Regions from separate parts of the Hordeum vulgare genome. Here region 2 is linked to region 1. Evidence: chromatin contacts called from public Hi-C data. All regions are on one chromosome and are shown on one strand. Each heading gives the region's core, a stretch centred on a gene start, on an enhancer-like site or on the middle of the called end of the contact. The rest is flanking DNA. Distances are from core to core; before and after follow the strand shown. Region 1 holds the start of LOC123401250 (homeobox-leucine zipper protein ROC5-like). Region 2 holds the start of LOC123403362 (cytochrome P450 87A3-like).

What was found. A called contact is a pair of places that touch in the nucleus more often than the background predicts.
Region 2: a Hi-C map of leaf shows a contact between it and region 1, with 4 times the contacts expected there. The contact joins the promoter of LOC123403362 here to the promoter of LOC123401250 in region 1. A contact is called at or near these places in 3 of 6 Hi-C or Micro-C datasets (leaf and seedling) and 1 of 1 datasets of contacts at active chromatin or transcription factors (embryo).

The regions. Positions count from the first base shown.
Region 1 is chr6H:435,242,997-435,249,876 of MorexV3_pseudomolecules_assembly, reverse strand. LOC123401250 (homeobox-leucine zipper protein ROC5-like) reads left to right here and starts at 3,455. Exons shown (of 9, transcript XM_045094999.1): 1 at 3,455-3,986; 2 at 4,098-4,327; 3 at 4,430-4,547; 4 at 4,636-5,349; 5 at 5,441-5,542; 6 at 5,639-5,866. The coding sequence starts at 3,885.
Region 2 is chr6H:435,725,624-435,732,509 of MorexV3_pseudomolecules_assembly, reverse strand. LOC123403362 (cytochrome P450 87A3-like) reads left to right here and starts at 1,475. Exons shown (of 9, transcript XM_045097301.1): 1 at 1,475-1,819; 2 at 1,973-2,297; 3 at 2,401-2,550; 4 at 2,725-2,976; 5 at 3,111-3,200; 6 at 3,574-3,652; 7 at 3,767-3,873; 8 at 5,224-5,354; 9 at 5,452-6,001. The coding sequence starts at 1,623. The coding sequence ends at 5,542.

The sequences.
Region 1 (6,880 bases), core at 2,206-4,705:
CGGAGGAGGGATCAATCACGGAGGGCCTCTGCATCAACCTTGTTGCCCTCAAGATGATGTGTGATTAGCTCACCATAGACCTACGAGGTCTGTAGTTAGTACCTAGATGTCTATCTCTCTCTCTTTTGATCTTCAATACAATGATCATCGCATCTTCGCTTTGATGCATCCGATGTAATACTTTTGTATGGTGTGTTTGTTGTGATCCAATGAATTGTGGATTTATGTTCAAATTATTCATGAGAAGTATTTGAGTCACCTCTGATTATTATGATTCTTAATTGCATTATCACCATAGCTTCCTAAATCTCTCCGATCTATTGAATTGCTTTGGCCAAGTAGATTGATAGTTCTTTAGTGAGAGGGGTGCATTGTAGTGGGTTCAACCTAACATGTTTCTATATCCCAATGATAGAAGGGGACAAGATACATCTTTGTGTTGTTGCTACTAGGGATAAAATAGTAGGTTTACTCATATTGATTGAGTTACTTTATCTTCATCATGTCATCATTCTTCAAGCATTACTCGGTTTGTCATGAACTTAATACGTAGAGAGGCAAGCATAGAGGTGCTCTTGAAGTGGAGTAATAGTACTAGGTGTAGGCAGGAGTCGACCTATTTGCTTATGGACATGATGCATGTATACACATGATCATTGTCGTGAACATCGCATAACTATCCGCTTTTTGTCAATTGCCCAACAATAATTTGTTTACCCATTGTATGTTGCTTTCATGAGAGATGCCATTAGGGAACACTATGGCCCTCGGGTCTATTCACTTATATATTTATAAAACCTATCTTTACCTTGCTCCCTTTATTTGTCTTTTATTTTATTTTGCAATTTACAATTATCTACACACCTCACTTGCTTGCAAAAAACGAGATCAAGGGGATTGACAACCCTCTTGCCCGCGTTGGGTGCAAGTTGTTTGCTCTTTTGTGTTCAACCGCTTAAGATGGTTGAGGATTGATATTCCTATTTGTTGAATAAACCTTGATTTCTTAACTCAGGGAAATACTTACCCTTTTTGTGTCGCAATTACTCGTTCCTCTTCATGAAAAAACCAATGCAGATCACACGTATCAGTTAGCCAACAGTAATAACCTTCAACCCAAAGTTGGCATGCGTTGGATGGTCGACTTCACCCAATGCCAGGAAGATTATCAATATAAACATGCAGAGAGGATATTAAATCCTAATATGAGTCTACCTAATACACACCAGGGTTCATCCATACCCCAATAACACAAGGACTACTCACTCATGAAGGCAACAAACATCGTCTCACCAAAATATGTAAAACATGGATGGATCGCACATGTAATACACGAGTTGTTCCTCTTGGGTTATTGATATTACAATGGGTGAACTGAGGTGGGGGTGATGAGTTTGATGATGGAGGTGATGATGATGAAATCCTCTTGATGAAGATGGTGGAGGCAAGCCTCCCTTGGACGGTTCCTTCCTCCGAATTGCTCCAGCAGTTAGGGTTCCTGCTTCTCGCAAGTTTCTGGTGTCTCTAGGCGTGTGATTCACAACCCCTTTGACAAGGTAAAAATAGTTGATCTCTTAGAGGCGGCGGCGCGCCAAACGACCGCTCATACTGATATGTCTCCAACGTATCTATAATTTTTTATTGTTCCATGCTATTATATTATCATTCTAGGATGCTTTTATGCGTTTACTTGTTGTTTTATATTATTTTTTAGCACTAAACTATTAACACAGTGCCGGTTGTTGTTCTCTTCATGTTTTTGGCTTTTCACAAATGTTGTACCAAACGAAGTCCAAATACCTCGAAACCTATTGATGATTTTTTCTGGACAAAATAAGGACGAGGAAGCTTCAGAGGAAGACGGAAGGGCACATGGGGTGCTCCCAAGCCAACACGTCACGCTGGGGGTTGGTGTCATAGGACACAAACCCATGCCATCATTGACAACACCAGTGGCACGCCTAGATTGCCGGCACTAACCCCTGGCGTAAGTCGTCAACCTCCTTGTGAAGGTCGGTGACTTTGGTGTAGATATCCGTTTGCCACTCATTGAAGGCGAGGACAAAGTCACATATCTCTTGCTTGAGCTCCTCCTTGAGGCCTTGTACTCCCGTGTCCCACGATGCCTGGTTCCTGGTCTCCTCCTTCTCCTCATATTCCTACAAGGCTTCGATGAATTTGGTGAATTTCTCTTCCATGGCGTCGATGCGTTCGCTCGTCTTCGAACACGTTTGGTGGTGTCGGTCCAGCGTGTGCAACGATGGTAGTGTGGCTTGGCTATGAATACCAACCGATATGATCACACTAGTCTCCCCATTGATTTATCCATTAATCAATAGCAATATTGTGTGGAATTACATGATTGAGGATGAAGAAGAGAGAATGGAAAATGGGATGGGGGAGTAGCCGAGGGAACAACCAGACGCCAATCTCATCGACGCCCTAATAATATGTTGATCCCAACTGTACCTAGACGCTGGACTTGTCGTTCACGTCACCCACTCATCACCATGTGCCTTGGGATTGGGTCTCACGTTCCTCCTGGCCTTCTTTGTAGACGGTTGTCACGTGGGGTCCTTAACAGTTATTTATGGAAGAAAATTTACGCAATAATCAATTTTTGCCTTATCAGGTCATGTGACAACATATTTATCATATACTCCATTTATCTTATCATATAGTCAACAAAACAACCAATCTATTTATTGGTCTTAACTAGCATTTGCATGGATCGACACCTTCTCCTTTTACCCGGCAACCGCCTCAACATTTTTCCTTTCCGACCATCGTCGCTTCTACCCTATCTCTCCGCCCGCGTGCCGCAGTTGTCATTACGTTGACTCCCAAGCCTTTGCATTATATAGTTAAATGGACTTTACGACACCGCCCACAAAATTATCCATCGCCAGGCGCCACCAACAACGCTCTCTTACCCTATCATAAGCATTGCTTGACTCAGCTCCGTCGATATGGTCGCCGCCCAAAATAGAAGTAGAGAGTCAAGAAGACGCGTGTCCATGAATAAGAGATTCCTCACTAATAAGAGATTCAAAATAAATCTGATTCACTCAAGATCGCGTGGGAGAGCTGGCGCAAATACTATTGAGGAAAAACAATCGCACTGCCACGTTATTATCGAGAGAGAAACCCATCCAAGCAACACAGTTACTAGTGAGGCCACGGATGAAACGGAAACGGGTCCACTAGCAGCTCCGGCAGGCAAGCAAAGGAGCCGCTGCGGCGGTCGGGCCAGAGGAGCAAGACGCCGTGGAGGCGGGGAGACGGAACGGGACCCCACCCCCCCGGGACCTGACGGCCCTCCGCGGCTCCGCTCGGCGCAAGAAAGTAAGCGAGGGCGCCGGAAGGCAACAAAAAACAGGCACCGCACCGCCCGTTTGACTGCGCGCTGCATCAGCGTCAGCGCCTCGCGTTTCTCCCCACCCTTTTCCGTGCGTCCACACCCGGGGGCCGGGGAGTCCTCCCCCCACATCGCTCCCCTCGTATCGTCGTCTTGCCATTTTGACCCTCCCGTTCCCATCTCCCCGTGCATAAAGCTTTCTTTAATCGCCAGCTCTCTCTCTTGCTCGCTCGCTCCGGCCTCGCCTCTCCACTCCTCCCTTATTCTAATCCTCCCCTCGCCGTGGAGGGTTAGGGTTTTGAGGGGCCTAATCTCGTGGTAGTAGAAAGAGGGTGGCCGAGGCGAGGCGGGGCGACTCTCTCTCTCTCTCTCCACCGCTTCCAGAGGCGCAGCCGAGGATTCGGGTCGTGAGGTGTGCAGATCCAGGCCTAGGTCCTTTTTGGGACCGAGGATAGAGACGGTGAAAAGGCGACGCCAGGTCTACTACACTCGTGTCGTGTCTGCTCCTCCCGGGGGACGTGGGAGGATGAGCTTCGGGGGGCTCTTCGACGGCGGCGGCGGCGGCGGCGGCATGCAGTTCCCTTACGCCGGCGCCTTCTCCTCCTCGCCCGCGCTCTCCCTCGGGCTGGTAAGCCTTCGGCGCTCGTCACGGCCGGAACGCTCGTTCGCTTCGCTTCGCTTTGCTTTGGCGTGGTGGATGATTGGTGGAGTTTTTTGTTGTTGCTGTTGTTGTTTTCAGGACAACGCCGGCGGGCGAGACGGCGGCATCGGCGGGCGGATGTTTCCCGACGGCGCGATGGCCAGGGACGCGGAGGCGCAGAACGACAGCCGGTCGGGGAGCGACCACCTGGACGCCATCTCCGGCGTCGGCGACGACGACGACGACGCCGAGCCCAGCGGCAGCAACCCCCGCAAGCGCAAGAAGCGCTACCACCGCCACACGCCGCAGCAGATCCAGGAGCTCGAAGCGTAAGAGCCACCGCCCAAAGCTATTTGCATCCACCTTCTCTCTCTTCCTTTTTCCTCCTGTCCTCTCATGCATGGGTTCGTCGTCCTCTCCGCCTCGTGTAGGCTTTTCAAGGAGTGCCCCCACCCGGACGAGAAGCAGCGCGGCGAGCTCAGCAAGAGGCTCTCCCTCGATGCGCGGCAGGTCAAGTTCTGGTTTCAGAACCGCCGCACTCAGATGAAGGTAAGTAGATTTATCATCCGCGATCCATTTCTCATTCGCCCGTTCGTGGTCTCATGCTTTATCCTGACGCGTCTTTTTCCGTGCCCAGACGCAGCTGGAGCGGCACGAGAACGCGCTGCTGAAGCAGGAGAATGAGAAGCTGCGCACGGAGAACCTGACCATCAGGGAGGCCATGCGCACCCCAATGTGCGGCGGCTGCGGCAGCCCGGCCATGCTAGGGGAGGTCTCCCTGGAGGAGCAGCACCTGCGCATCGAGAATGCAAGGCTCAAGGATGAGCTCAACCGTGTCTGCACCCTTGCCACCAAGTTCCTCGGCAAACCCGTGTCTCTTCTGTCGCCACTCCAGTTGCAGCCACACCTGTCGATGCCCTTGCCAAACTCCTCACTGGAGCTAGCAGTCGGGGGAATCGGTGGCATAGGGTCTATGCAGTCTTCGATGCACGGTATGATGAGCGAGTATGCCGGGGGTGCCTCAAGCTCCATGGGCACCGTCATCACACCAGCACGGGCCACTGGTTCTGCTTTAGCATCCATGGTGGACATTGACAGGTCTGTCTTCTTGGAGCTTGCAATCAGCGCAATGGATGAACTTGTCAAGATGGCACAGACCGATGATCCTTTCTGGGTTACGGGATTGCCTGGTTTCCCGGACAAGGAGTCACTCAACTTTGAGGAGTATCTCCACTCCTCCCAGCATTGCATTGGCATGAAGCCTGCTGGATTTGTGTCTGAGGCCTCTAGGGAATCCGGCCTGGTCATCATCGACAACAGTCTTGCCCTTGTAGAGACCCTTATGGACGAGGTTCGAGCTCATACCTTCTTCCCTTCATACATTTGTTCCTGTTTATAAAAGGTGGTTGTATTATGCTGATGTTGTCCCATTCATTTCACAGAGACGATGGTCCGACATGTTCTCATGCATGATTGCTAAGGCCACAATCCTTGAGGAGGTTTCTAACGGCATTGGCGGAACCAGGAATGGAGCGTTGCTGCTAGTGAGTGCCTAACAGTCCCCAATGTCCATCGTATGCAACAAGTGTCGCCACATCTGACCCGAGTTGCTAATTTTTACTTGTGTTTTCTCGCCACAGATGAAGGCTGAGCTACAGGTGCTCTCACCTCTGGTCCCCATAAGGGAGGTTATTTTTCTCAGGTTTTGCAAGCAGCTGGCTGAGGGTGCCTGGGCAGTGGTTGATGTGTCCATTGATGGATTGTTGAGCAATCAAAATTCTGCTACGACATCCGCAGGTGCAAACTTGAAGTGCAGGAGGCTACCTTCCGGCTGTGTGATGCAAGACACTCCCAATGGCTACTGTAAGGTAATAACCAAGATCCATCTAAATGTTTTCTTTATCAAATAGTTCTCTTTGATTGGCATATGTTTGCCCTTTTTCCTTTTCTAAAAAAATATGTTTGCCTTTTGCAAATAATTGATTGATGGGGGTAAAGTTAAGTTATATGCCACTTTAGTGCAAAGAAATGTTGGCACATTCAAAACGAATATTATGTTCACTGTAGTTTGCGACTGGAACTTTTGCACGCAAGTAACTGGTCAAAGTTTCCCGGGAGCATTAGAAGTAACCATCCTACTTCCACTACTTCTCCACTACCACCGTGCCTTCTCTCAGAATTTGGGGACAGTGGCGTTGTTTTCGGAAGTGTTTGTTTTATCTTGCTGATTAGTTTATAATGTGATTTGATGATGCCCATGCAACATAGTGTTCACAAGTCAAGGCCTAATTGATTAGTTAGGGTCATGAACCCACTACCCACATAAACAAATCGATTGGTCAACGAGGAGATGGGTTAAACAAGCTACCTGGAATAATTAAACATTTCTGTGGATCCAACACAATTACCCAAGCATGTTGATCTGCTTGTTTAATTGCACCACCAACTTTTCTAGGGGATTAGATGCTTCTACCCCTTGGATGGAGCACCTTGGGTAACTTATTGTCAGTATTTTTTCAAGGTGTCCCTGACATGTTGAAATCTGCGGAACTTGCTCATTTCCTTTGTTAAGAAAATTGTCTCTGTGTACCTGAGATTTGCACAGATCTTAAGATGTTCTTAATATGCGGAGCGGATTAAGGAAATATATTTGTTTTAAAACACAGTGAGAGATCTCTTTTATTAGTTTGTTGAAGTAAACACTAGTCCTGTGAGTTATGGATCAATTTCAGGAGCAATTATTCATGTTCCAGGAACTTGGGGAAAAAATGGTTCTTCCATTTCTCTAACACCTTGATCACACGCTGTCTTGTATGTACACACTCGTCACTTTTAAGATATTTTTGAATGACTTATATTGTAAGATCTCAAAGGAAGAAATA
Region 2 (6,886 bases), core at 226-2,725, 480 kb before region 1:
CTTTCACAGAGATACTACTGGAGTAGATATGTACCAATCTCCCTCAGTTAGCTGCTCGACTACACCTCTCAAGGATCGATCTTCGGTCAGCGTCAGTGGTGCCGGTGCCGGCCGTGTCACGGTTTCATACATGCCGAGTCCGGTCGTGTGCGGAGCTGATCAATTCATTAATCGTATAATCAATGGGGAGAACTGATAGGACGGTGCAATACCCCTGCACGAACGAGCACACGTGTATGTATGCATGCACGTACGCACGTAAGGAAAGCAAGGTGCATGCATGAACATCTGGAGGAAGGCGACCCTGCCAGCTCGATACGACCGTGTCGACCGACAAACATGCTGACAAAAAATGGCGGCATGCATGTACGTTACGTGGCCGTGCGTGCGTGGAACCACTTGTCACGGGCACGCACACTTAAACCTGACGTGACAATGCAAGTTCACGCGTGATCGATCGATGGATGGATGGATCGGTCGTCCCAACGACAGGTCGTATGACGTTCATGGAAGATTCATGTCGATCTGCTGTGCGTATGGCATCCTAGCTACTGTGTGCTGAATTCAGGGCCAGCACAAGCAGATTTATATGCATAAGATAGTCCGGAACGAAAGAACATGTACCTCTCTGCACTTTGCCGGTACGTACGTACCACTTGTGATTGCGACGTCTTACTAGATCGATGCATGCTCTGATGCTCACAGCAACAGGCCAAAAGCGGCCGATAATAAAAACAAGTGTTGACTCGCTGTCGATGGGCATTTGACAATCTTTTGTGTGCCGGTGGATATTCTACCATTTTCTTCTACTGTTCTACCATGCCCCGCCAGGTTTTCGTAGTTTCTTATCCACAGAGTTTACATGGGGCAGCCTAGTCTTGACAGTTCATAACTATTGTTTCTTCCAAATACAAACAGACATTTGCATTCCTACCGAACCGTTTGATTCTGTCGAACTAATTGACATCTGTATTTTGAACCTATATGTACGTAGTACTGTCCAACAGAAAGGCAAAATGGAAGGACACACAGCCACACACGGACCATTCGAAACCCAAGCGCATAGCTTGGCGTCTCGCCTAATAATCACCTAACAGATGCCAAAAGAACAACTCGTGGTCCGGAGAACAGCCGGCAAATACATTGCTAGCTGTACATGCTTTTATCCTGAATCATGCACGCACTCGGACTCGGACATGGCCAGCCTTAAAGATGTAACCACTCTAAAAAGTTCAGAACACAACAGCTTGACCCCTGTGGCGGGTAGCACAGTCGTCGGAACATAACACCACAGCACACGAGAGCAGATCCTGCGCAAGCTTGCAAGAATTTCTTCCCCGTCAAAAAGATAAACACTCTCTGCAGCAATAATTCTCCTCCTCCCAATTGTTTAAGTTCCTGCCTGGCGGCCTCCCGCGGCATTTCCGACGAAACCACTATATAAGGCGAGGCAAATCTCCCAACATAGCTCCCCGTACTTGTTGCAGCTAGCCATATCTTGCGCTAGCTTCTCCTCTCTCTCTCTCTCTCTCTCGAGCACCGCCATTGCTCTTGACCTAATCTAATATATAGGGTCGGCCGATACAGCAGTACTAGTCTTTAGTTGCAGCTTGGGGTCCTCCATGGAAACACTATGGGTTTTTGCCTTGGCCATGGCGGTAGCTTCTATCCTGTGGGCGTACAGATGGAGCCACCCCAAGGCGAACGGCCGGCTGCCTCCGGGCTCCCTCGGGCTCCCTCTCCTCGGCGAGACCATGCAGTTCTTCGCCCCTAATCCTACCTGCGACGTCTCCCCCTTTGTCAAGGATAGGGTGAACAGGTAGGGTAGCTAGCTAACCACATGTAGTACCACCGTTATGCACCACGGTGCCAGCATCCAAACCCAATCAGTTCATGATCACATTGGACTATTGGAGTAAGTACGCATGAGACTGAGCTTGCTCTCTGACATTGATTGAATGCGTGTGCATAGGTACGGTACCATCTTCAAGACCAGCGTCGTCGGCCGGGCGGTGGTGGTGTCGGCAGACCCGGACCTTAACCACTACATCTTCCAGCAGGAAGGAAAGCTGTTCGAGAGCTGGTACCCGGCCACGTTCACCGAGATTTTTGGCCGTGACAACGTCGGCTCCCTGCACGGGTTCATGTACAAGTACCTCAAGACCCTCGTGCTCCGCCTGTACGGCCAGGAGAACCTCCGGGCTGTGCTCCTCGCCGACACCGACACTGCCTGCCGCGCCACCCTTGCCTCCTGGGCTGGCCAGCCGAGCGTCGAGCTCAAGGACGGTCTCTCCACAGTAAGGCCATGTTCAGTACATGAACTACCTGGTACTACGTTTAACATCATCAGGTTAGAGAGATCATTGCTGATGTGCATCTCCTGTTTGTTCCTTGTCCTAGATGATCTTTGACATTACCGCGAAGAAGCTGATCGGTTACGAGCCAACCAAGTCGTCCAAGAGCCTGAGGAAGAACTTCGTGGCCTTCATCAGGGGGCTTATCTCGTTCCCGGTGAACATCCCCGGCACAGCGTATCATGAGTGCATGAAGGTACGCACAAAGCCACAAAGGCTTCTTGACAAGCGTACGTAGTGCACAAAACTGCACATGCCTGTCAAGTCAACATACGACCAGTCAAATGGCTGCTCTCGCGGAACCCACTCCGTTAAGCTTCTCTGATCTGCCCGGAACGCTTGACGGAGCTGCAATTGCATGTCTGTGCAGGGGAGAAGGAACGCCATGAAGGTGCTCAAGAGGATGATGAGGGAGAGGATGGCGGACCAGGGGAGGCAGCGCCAGGACTTCCTCGACGTGATGATCGAGGAGCTGAGGAGGGAGAAGCCCGTGCTTACCGAGACGGTGGCGCTGGACCTCATGTTCGTGCTCCTCTTCGCGAGCTTCGAGACGACTGCCTTGGCCCTCACGCTAGGCATCAGGCTCATTACCGAGAACCCGAGGGTGCTCGACGCGCTAACGGTTAGTGGTCATGTATAAACTGCATGTGACTTTACGTCTATCGATCTCGAATCGATGTTTGTGTGCAGCGGCAAGGCAACCAGGCTTAAGCTGCTTGTGTGCAAAATAACAATTGACGATCTTTGTGTGGTCAGGAGGAGCACGAGGCGATCGTTAGGGACAGGAAGGACCCGGATGCCGGCCTCACGTGGGCAGAGTACAAGTCCATGACCTTCACCTCTCAGGTGAGCCTAACCGGGACTACGTACCTAGCTAAGCTATGATGCAAATTGCACGATTAATTAAGAAATGATTTACTCGACGTAACAATGGCTAACGAATGGCTGTTAGGGCTGCACTGTGATAGTGGCAAGGTTTTGAGGAACCTTGACAGACCAGATGCGATTATGCAAGTGGCATGCTTTGTGCTCCCTACCTGAGTGACCAAATGCATAGTCCACGAGAGAGAAGATATATATATGTTAGTACTAGTTATCATCTTGATAACAAAAGTAAAAGAAACGAGATCGAGGAAGAAATTATCGACACTTGACTTAGAGCCTCTGAAGGACTGATGAAACTGACACTCCCACCTCTGTGCATCCTTTGGTCATGAAGGTCACGTTGGAGATAGCAAGGATAGCCAACATCGTGCCCGGGATTTTTCGGAAGGCCTTGCAAGACATTGAATTCAAAGGTACATTGAGTGAGTGGTGGATGCCATGCCATGTTTGAATAAAGACACTTCTTGGTTCATGGCGTGAGTTTAAGAAATCTAATGTTTTTTTGCATTCTCCTCCTTTGGATGCAGGCTACACTATTCCAGCAGGGTGGGCAGTCATGGTGTGCCCTCCAGCAGTGCATTTAAATCCCGAAATCTATGAGGACCCATTGGCTTTTAATCCATGGAGGTGGCAGGTTTGTGCTCGTTCATCTGTATTTATGCAAACTGAAACCAGCTCATTTCATTTTGGAAGCGAACTGAACGTTAGGGTTGCGGTGCGCAAGCTGAATCTAGTTGCCGGCATGGCCCATCATCGACGGAGTGTCACCGTGGGTGGTAGCTTCAGGGTTTTGTTTGCTTAAACTTCCAATGTTCCCAGTTGCCGGCATGGTCCATGCAAGTGACTACCCTAAGTTTGACCACTAATCAAAATAAGTTTGCTTAAACTTCCAATGTTCCCAGTTCCCAGTTCCCAGTATCATTTTTTCTATTAAGGCCCTGTTTGGTTCCAAATAAGTCACCAACTTATAAGTTAAAAAGTGCAAAAAGTGACTTATTTTGTCAAACAGACCCAACTTATAAGTCACCCCAACTTATAAGTCATAAGTTGCTCCACCCTAACTTAAAACTTATAAGTCACCCACTTTTACATGGAAATGTGACTTATAAGTCAGATGACAACCAAACAGGCATGACTTATAAATCACTGGTTTTAAGTCACCTGACTTATTGAAACCAAACAGGGCCTAAAGCCAATAGCATGCAACAGTCACGCCACTCAGTCAAGGACTCCATCAATGCTTGAATCTCTGAATTTCTCCCAAGTTGTAACTTATTACCAACTTCGAATCGTGAAATAGAGTTTAGTAACTTGGTAGGATATATTGGAAGAGGAAGCCAAAGTGCACTTGGTGTAGTGGCTATCTAATTAGCTGGCATTAGGGTTGCCAGAGAACCACACTAAGACATTGATTTTTTTTACCAAAAATCATGTATGGTATTTTACTGTATTTGCATGGGATCATGACTAGCTCGTAATGTACTCTAGCATCTTTGGGTTTTAGAACTCCAATTCGACAATTCATCAATGTGGCAAGTTGTGCTATTTCAACACCTGCTTATTTGGGAAGCAAATACAGAAGTCGAGTTTCTGGTAGTGTATACAGGGGATGAACCTGAAATATCGGTAACAATAAGCTCAGTCCTCTGTATTGTGCTACGTGATTAGTCCACTTGTGCGCGGTCAAATCAGCTTCTAGAGCAGCATACTGTCAAATGATACTTAAACCTCACTGCTCTGTTGATAAGGAACAGGTAGGAATAAAGAAAAGGATGCGGCCTAGCTAGTGTCTCATAGAGGTAGAAGCAAATGGAAGCTAGATTAATATATATACATCTGCTTACAGAAGCATCCATGCACGCATGGCCTTCGTGAGCGAGAATGCATATGAAAGTCATGTGTTGTGTTTACTTTTGGGTTTTGCAGTCTTGACTCACCTATTTGTCTGAAGAAATAACACTTCTGGGTTTTACTTGGGCTGCAGGATAAGATGGAAATCACCGGTGGAACAAAGCATTTCATGGCGTTCGGTGGGGGTCTCCGGTTCTGCGTCGGAACCGACCTCAGCAAGGTGCTGATGGCGACCTTCATCCACTGCCTGGTGACAAAATACAGGTGCAGTTCGTAACTTGTACACATATGGACATTGCTTCACTATAAGAACTACAAAGGTGAGATCGGCCTTTACTAACCTTGAAGTTCGTCATTTCAGATGGAAGACGGTAAAAGGAGGTAACACAATGCGTACCCCAGGACTGAGCTTCCCAGATGGCTTTCACATTCAGCTCTTCCCTAAGAAATGACATCACATGTCTGTCGGCTCAATCTGGCTGTGCGAAGCAAAAAAAAAATCAAGAAATAACTATGTAAATGTGGTATATGTAGATTGTAAAGCACTCTGTATACCTTGAGGTCGTTTTAGGGCACCTTTTATGCTCATTGTTACTCTGGTAGCAGTATTGTAGTCACACCACAGAAATATTAGTCCTCTAGTCCAAGCAAGAGGTAATTATTTTTTAGGGGGTGCGTGTATGAATTAGGTAACATTGTCATTGTTATAATCACGCAAGGCCAGTTCCAAAATGCAGTTCGGCGCTGTCCTTTGCAACACTCCACCACACAACCCAAGCAAAAGGTAATTGTTGGTTGTTTCCCATGAGGGTAATTCGTCGTCCACATGGTCTACGTGTCTACTCATATGTTATTTATCTCTTATATTTGCATCATTATTGCAAATGAAAGTGAATAGTCTTATGTGTGCTCGTACTTGTACATGATTCTCAGCATCTACTTGTTTTTTTTTTTTGGAAAACACTGAATACAACGTTTCATTTTGTTGAAAAGCATTTTACGTTCTGAGCTATTCTATTTCATAATCAAACATTACCATTAGAATATTCATTAAAAGATAAAATATCATTGACAAAACAATAAAAAGGAAAACTCTAAAATACTAGAAAATAAAGAAATGAACAAAACAATTTGGGTACGGTGTATGCATATACCATAACGTGAAACACTCACACAAGTGAAAATGTTCAAGGTCGATAGAATCACAATCAAGTTAATAGATACATCATCTAATAATTCGTCAAGGTGAGATGGAGATAAACATCAAACATGATTTAACTAATCCACCAACGGACTAAACCATGTTTGGTTCTCACTTTTGGCATCTAATACGAACTCCCTCAATTCTAAATTACTAAAATTATAGCATTGTCATAAGTGAAACTTAGTTAATTTCCATCAACTATATAGAAAAATATACTACTCCTTCGGTCCCAAAGTGAGTGTTGTTGATTACAACTTCGTACTCACTCCATTTACTTGTATAAGGATACAATTCCAAATTATAAATATCAAAGTAAAAGTTAATGTCAGTTTTATAAACTAGCTAGTCTCTCGGTTAATAAGAGCAACTCCAACAGCGGTGTCAAAAAAATCCGCACGTGCGGGACGGAAACACACGCTCCAGCGAAGGCGGGAAATTAGCGCGCGCTGCAAATGTTTAAGCGCGGGGGAGAAAGCGGGCGGCCGCACGCTAGATTTGGCGCACCGTTTTCGGCGCGCCTATAAAATCCGGCGCTCGCCACACAGCTGCCCATCGCCCTCAACACTGCCACGCGCGCTCTGCCGCTTCCTCG